Linked DNA regions of Mus musculus: region 2 is linked to region 1. The links are chromatin contacts, called in public Hi-C maps. All regions are on one chromosome and are shown on one strand. The core of a region is the stretch at or near the end of the contact, and the rest is flanking DNA. Distances in the headings are between cores, read along the strand shown. Region 1 has its middle 42 kb from the start of Gm12022. Region 2 has its middle 270 kb from the start of Etaa1.

Region 1 (3,585 bases), core at 700-3,199:
TTAGGCATCTAATGGTCATTTGGCTTTCTAATGTCCTTGAAGTCAACAGGATCAGAAAGGAATAACAGGGTTAGGAGGAATAACTGATCTAGATAACAGGGAAAACCGTGTTGCTTTTCTAATGGAATTAAGAGGAGAAAATGGTGGGCAAGAGGTCCTTTAAACTTCTCTTGGAGTTTGTGTGTGTGTGTGTGTGTGTGTGTGTGTGTGTGTGTGTGTGTGTGTGTGCTTAAAATCACCGTGAAACTGAAAATCCAGTACAGGAAGGATCACAAATAGTCCAGATGCTTCAGGGATGAACACATGGGTGACAAAGGATCTTGTTCCTATATGAAGAATTTAAAATAACAATGCAATCATAGAAACATGGACTTTAAAATGAGAGTTTTATAGCAGGTCCTGAACATGGATTACATAAACATTTCTATGGTCTTTGGTCTATGTATATTTATGTGAACACCGAATGTTCCAGGTACCATGATAGAGGTAACTGGGAGTCACAGTCTTCCAAGGCCAGTTGTTTAGCCAGGGACTTACTTTTGTGTACCACAATGATAATAGTAAAATGGTCAGGACTAGGAAAAGGTGGGGCACCTGGATACATTTCTACATTGGCATCACATCTGGTAAGTGGATAGTCTCTGTACTGAGATGATGATTCAGGTATCTCAAAGGAGACAGTGTTTAGGATGAGACCTGGGAGACAAAGAAATACAGGCAAGGTGCATGGAAGATAGGACAAAAAGAAGCAAGCAGAGTTCAGTGTTCAACCAGCATTGGGACAAGAAGACCAAAGCTAGACAGGTGATGTATAGTCAATAGATCAACAGAGTAAAAATTGGAAGGTTAGGGTATACAAGTGCTAGGAGATATGGGTATAAAGAAGGGCTTATTCATTAAAAAGGAAACAAAACAATAACAACAATAATAACAATAACCAAAAAACTGAATCCACTCCAGGGAGGATATGGTAGCTTGGAGACAGGAGGACATGATTGACAGATTCCAATCACAGAGGTGAATTTAAACTGTAATATATGTGGACAAAACAGTAATTTTGATTTTCTGGAAGGCATTGTAAAACAAATCAAAAAAGTTGAAGCTAACAGCAAAATTATCTTGAAACTTTGGAATCACTATGACTGTGAACGTGGCTTACTGTGTTTGAATGTGTTCTTTCTTCTCTATGGAACACTCTGTGGTCAGATCCTTAGAAAAATCAATAAAAGATATTTTGAAAAAGAAGTTACTAGAAGTCATAAAAGACTTGAGTTAGAGTAGATATTTTGCAGCTGTTTCTAGCCAGGGCCAGAAAGTGAAAACTAAGCAGCTGACACATGTCCCCTCGTAACTTTTACTGAGCAGACAACTTCCCTTCATCCCCACCACCCTGCCCAGCTTTACAGACCTTTTATTTTAATGTGAAAAGAATTTTTAAAAAGTTTTGAAGTTAATAAAATATACAACTTGACCTGGTTAATTTGAACCAGTTTGCAAACTCCCTTTATATAGAGACAAAAAAAATAAACGTACAGATTAGCAAACTCTTGGCAGAGTCTCTGCATCTCATGTTAGCAAATTCTTTACTTGTTACATTTCCGGCTCCCTGGACATGAGGATGAATTAAGCCTGAAATAGCCAGCCCTGGCTAATTATATTAGTATTGTTTTTTTGCAGCAAGAAAAAGTGTGTCACGGTGTTCAGATATGCTTAAGCCAACATTAGCTCTGACCTTCCAAGTTTTGGATGTTGGCCCCAGGATTTTGGATCCTGAAATAAAGAACCCTTGGCCAAAGACACTCTCTGCCTTTCTGATCATTACAGATTTTGTCATTAATGGAAGTGACAATGCTGCCAGCTAGAAAGAAATTGAAGGGTAGAGGTGGACTGCGCAATGAGGACTGGCAGAGCCTGAACTGGCCGAAGCTTGCTGACTCCTGATTTAATGTGGTTCTGGATCTTAAGAAACTCTGCCCTGGTGATCAAGTGAGAGAAAATGCATTCTGGGAAGAAGGTCAGTCCTAGAGCCGAGGAGCTGTTAGATGTTGCTGTCATCTACTTTCTAATGTTCTCTCAGCGTTGCCCTGTAATTCACCTTTCCCAGAAGGCTTTCCTGCTAAATCCACTCCCCTCATAATGTTATTGTAATTGGAGGGTTCAACACTGCTTTTAACTTGTCTCAACTCTCTACTTACATCTTTCATTCTTCTTTCTAAGAAATGGCTGTATATCTTGGCACTGCGTTCAATGCTAGCCACACAATGCATGCTTAATACTTTGTTGGGGGCATTATGAGAGAGTGTTATGTTCAGGAAAAGAGACCATGTCATGTAGCATCTAGCCACCTTGCAAGCAATATTCTTCTGAATAATCCCCTTTATTACTACCATAAAATATTATACTATTCTTATTGCTTTTGGCAATAAGAGAGAGCTGATAAAATATACCTTTCCTACCAGACCTCATATACTTAACTATTAGGCAAAATCTGAATAGAAAGCTGGCAATATATGAAATGCCTGGTTCTTATAGAGAAAGCCAGGTCACTGGAGTATGAAAGTTTGATTCTGCACTTAAAGTGGTCTAGGAAAACATAAACCTCTGTATGTTAAGTGTGACTGTTCTGTTGGTCCCTCCAGGGTTTTGAAATGGAGCCTTGTCTCAAGGTCTTCACCAAGCCTTTCTTTGAGAAGTGGTCTGAAGCTTACTCTCAAACCCTTAAATGTAAAAATAAACAAGCATTCAGTCAATGAGGTCCCCAATGCCTTGCTGTACCACAACGCATTTAGAGTCATAAATCACAAATCCGACAGGCCTCTGATGATGTATTGTGTGAATACACCGTAATGACAACACTGACGATGTAGTAACGCAATAGACCTCAAAAGCCTATCACTTCAGGAATCACTGTTTACACAGAGTCAAGGGAGGAGTTGATGATGGAAAAATTGAGAGAGGGGGAAGGGAGGGAGGGAGGGAGAGAGAGAGAGAGAGAGGTTGTTCTGGTTGCCAGTCACCATTTTGACAAGCTGTGAACCCCAGACTGAAAGCTTCCACCTCCCAAGCGCTGGTGTCTTCCGTCTCTGAGTGGCCGTGTGATTGTACAACTCCCAGAGATGTAGCTCTCTCAGACACAGCAGGGCATGAGCAGAACCAAGTTGCAGGCTGACCTTCTCAGCTCCAAACTCTTGCTGACAATTCCAAGTTTTGTAGTGAATAAAATAGCTAATTATACCCAAATCTTCAAATTCAACCAACAGCAGGTCCGAAATGTTTTGTAAAAACTGTGTTTGTACTGAACATACCCTTCTTATTGTCTCTGTGCCCTAAGCAATACAATATAACGAGTGTTTACATATCATTTACATCCTATTAGATATTACAAGGAATCTAGAGATGATTTAAAGCCCATGGGAAGATGTGATATATGCAAATGCAATCTTATACAAGAAACTTGAACATTCATGAAATTTTCCTCAAGAGGTTAAAACCAGTCCTCTTTGGGTGCCCAGGACTAAATGCTTATGCTACATCATGAGACAGGAAGTCCTTTCTAGTCCTAATCATTAAATAAAAAAAAATGTT
Region 2 (3,623 bases), core at 405-2,904, 850 kb after region 1:
GGTCAGGAAAGAATCCCTCTCCAGGGACCTCCAGGCCTCATAGAACAGACAATAAAAAGTCTTTCCCGAGACATGGTGCAGATTTGTCCTTTTGCCTCAGAAGGAAAAAAGAAAAAGAAAAAAGGATGATACTACTAGCTGTAAGCAATTAAAGGTCAATTCAGAGAAGAATTAGAAAAGTGCAGTTTCTGTTTTGGAATCTCTCTCTCTCTCTTCTTTTTTCTTTTTCTTTCTTACTTTCTTTCTTTCTTGTTGTCTTTCTTTTAACAAAAACATTATATAAGTACATCCTTCTTATCTGCCAGGTTGGTTATCAGAAAAACACTTGTTGTACATTTTAATTGGGGCCTTCTGAACACATGATGCTGTGACTCGAAGTGGCTATATCAATAATGGGAGTGATTCAGAGTTCCCAGGCAGCCAGAGGACTATTTCAGGCTCTTAATCCTCCTGCCAAATAGGGTATAGGCCAAAATAGTTCTTTTGCATTTATTTCAGGGTTTTAATCTCATATGCAACTGAACCCCATTAAATGCCGTTTCCCAGGCTCAGTCCTTGCTTTCCAGGCAGTTTAGCATACATGTGCCTGACTTACCACTTCCTGTCTGGGAAGGGTATTGACTGCCCGGAACCACAAATAGCACCTCCTTTCCAAGATTCTTGCTCCAACCCAAGAGCTGTCAATCTGTTTCTGGTCTCAGCCTCAGGGGCTGCCTAGCAGGATAGGCAGGGTAGTTGGGGCAAAACTCAGCAGCTTTTTGCTCTACTGCCAAGCACAAAAGTGGGCTTTCCATGGCTGCTCCTCAGTCTCATTTCTAATCACTCACCATGGAAGGTAATGGAAAAGTGCCTGAATTACAAAGATTCTCATTTATTACCCTGGCTGCTCCCCCACAAAGCATCTCTTCTCCCCTTTGGCAAGAAGAGATCACTATTGACGCTTTTAGAAGGCCCTGGGCCCCTCTCAATTATTGGTGTAATCTCTCCCTATTCTGGAAGCAGAGTTCTTTTCTAAGTAGATTTTTTAGAAAGTTAAAAGCTAGTCTTTGCTTTATTCATTGAAATGACTTCATGGGCTAATGTATTCTCCTGTCAGTATTTTTCATCAGTTCAGCAACATCTGCAGGATATGAAAAAAAGCAGAAAGCAGATGTTTGCAAAAGGTAGTTTCACCAAGCCTCCTTACCATAATTATTGCAGCACCACATCCCCATTTTATGGCACCTCTCTTATATTCATATGCTGTTAACTTGTCCTGTAGAAATTAAAACTGGTGTATTTCAGTTCCTTCTAAACAGATTTGCCACCTTAAAAAAAATAATTGACAGATATCTTCCATTAAATCCAAATTTCCTTTATCAAATCTTCGAGGGGAAAATAGATTAAGAAGATGTAGATATTTATCTCAACCTTCACTCATTTACACTCATTTAGTTAATTAGCACTTAATTACACTGTCAAAGGGGAAAATGTTACAATGGTCAGGACAGAGTGGTCCCCACCCCTAGGGCCCATGCTTCTTTTAAAAGGCAGACCTTTGCTTAGTGCCAGCTTGCTCCTATGTGAAACATTTGTAATGATTACTTGACAAGGGGTGCAGATCTGAGATTGTGCAAGAGAGAGCCATCACTCACTAAAGCCCAGCTGTAACTCCCAAACTGGAGCAACAGTGCCCCCCAAAGCAAGTTGCCAGAAGCAGCCAGAGAACAAACCCTGAGCTGCCCAAATGACTATTTTTTTTATAAGCCAAGGAACTATTTTAAGAACTGCTGGCCGAACCCGCAGGCTCTATCACAACCAGATGAGCATTCCAACCAAGCTGGGGAGCGGTGGCTGGAAACAGAGACTGTTTCCACCTATTTTAACCCAGACGCCACAAATTCTCTAAGGAGGAATGGAGGCGGGAGTGGAGATAGAGCAACAGAGACATAGTAGAAAAGTGGACAACTTTAGAAGTTTGTCAGACTTGAAGCAACAAAATATAATCAGCTTAACGAATAAATCGTATTAACTGAAATGCAATTGAAACTCTGCTTGTCATCGGGGTTTCTCCATCTTTTAACAAATGGCAATGGTTTTTGGTCTCACAGGTTCCTTGCCAAGTAGAAGACCTCATTAAAACTGTTGGAAAATAATAGAATTCTAATTAGCTTAATTATGATGTGAAAAATTAGCAACCTAATTCACAAAAACAATATGCAATTAACCTGTTTTTCATAAGTCAAACCATTTTCCAAAACAGGAAATGAAGGATAACACCCATAATTTCATCATGAGGGCAAAAATCCTAGACACCCTGATGCAGTGGTACAGCGAGTATGTAACGAAACCAAAAGTCTCCACTCCCTCATCCTCTGCAACTCCTTCTGTGTATTGCCTACAGAGCCTTTTGGCTCCAAGAATGGAAACTGCATTAAACTGAAGGCTCACTCAAATTTTCTCTTTCAAGTTCTAAGTCCTATTTTCCATTTTCCTTTGGGTCCTGGAATAGGGTCAACCTATAAATGATGAAATATTGCATTTTTAAAAGACAATCAACTTATGATGTCATGTCAACATATTGGAGTCCTTGAACTGCTATCAGAATATTACAGAGGGAAAATAATGTGAGGTTGGAATTAAGAAATGGAAGTCAGGAAGCCTGAAATCTAAAGTTTTTACATCAAACCATGTAATCAATAACCTAATGGTGAACTCTATGAAAAGACAATATATCAAGTTTCTGAGATGTAGAAATATGAGCTGGAGAGATGGCTCAGCGGTTAGGAGCATTGACTGGTCTTTCAGAGGTTCTGAGTTCAATTCTCAGCAACCACATGGTGGCTCACAACCACCTGTAATGGGATCTGATGCCCTATTCTGGTTTGTCTGAAGACAGCTACAGTGTACGTGCATAAGCAATAGATATCTAGATAGATAGATAGATAGATGATAGATAGATAGATAGATAGATAGATAGATAGATAGATAGATCTTTTATAAAAATATGTAGGAATGTATTAAAAATATATTAAAAGCCATTTCTACTCCCACAAAATCTCTACAGTGAAAACCATACCTACCCATATATACCTAACAGAATGGCTGGAGTTAAAAACAATGGTTGTAGTGAAGTGTTTGTAAGAAGGGAAGAAATTATAACGCTTTTGTATTTTTAGGAAGAGTATATGTCAATATCATCACTTAAAAATTGTTGTGTGACATCTGTTAAATAATACTAACAAAAGAACTCCTGGTTATAAGCTCAAACTGAGTACTCATGTCTAACAAAGGCATACACAGGAATGTTTATAATACCTTTATTCATACTAGATTTATTGGACACAGTCCAAAATCTATCAAGAGTAAGACAAACTATGAAATAGTCACATTTCTTCTTAACACAAATAAATGCATGCTGTGATCACTTGTACTTTAGTTCAAAAGTAAACAAAACTAATCCACAGAGAAAGAAGGTATCATGATAGTTGTGGAAGGTTTTAGCTCAGGCAGTAGGAAAACCTCACAGGAAGCTGCATTTGAACTGAGGTTGGCTGATGACAATGACAAAACGTCTGGGAGAAAAGTTCCATGTAGAGAATATCAGACAAGTGTCAAGGACAAATCACACCTGATAGGAGAGA

What was found. Hi-C and Micro-C count contacts between places; a contact is called where the count stands out from the background.
Region 2: a Hi-C map of uterus shows a contact between it and region 1, with 6 times the contacts expected there. The contact joins two enhancer-like sites. A contact is called at or near these places in 3 of 484 Hi-C or Micro-C datasets (the 3T3-L1 cell line and uterus).

What each region holds. Positions count from the first base shown.
Region 1 is chr11:18,533,410-18,536,994 of GRCm38.p6, reverse strand. No RefSeq gene overlaps it. Among named protein-coding and RNA genes, the nearest start is that of Gm12022, 42 kb to the right of the region's middle. Within about 2 kb of position 1,949, at least 9 of the 459 cell types and tissues checked have an H3K27ac peak or open chromatin away from gene starts, as enhancers often do. A contact at or near this core is called in uterus, where this site is marked.
Region 2 is chr11:17,683,967-17,687,589 of GRCm38.p6, reverse strand. No RefSeq gene overlaps it. Among named protein-coding and RNA genes, the nearest start is that of Etaa1, 270 kb to the left of the region's middle. Within about 2 kb of position 1,654, at least 55 of the 459 cell types and tissues checked have an H3K27ac peak or open chromatin away from gene starts, as enhancers often do. A contact at or near this core is called in uterus, where this site is marked.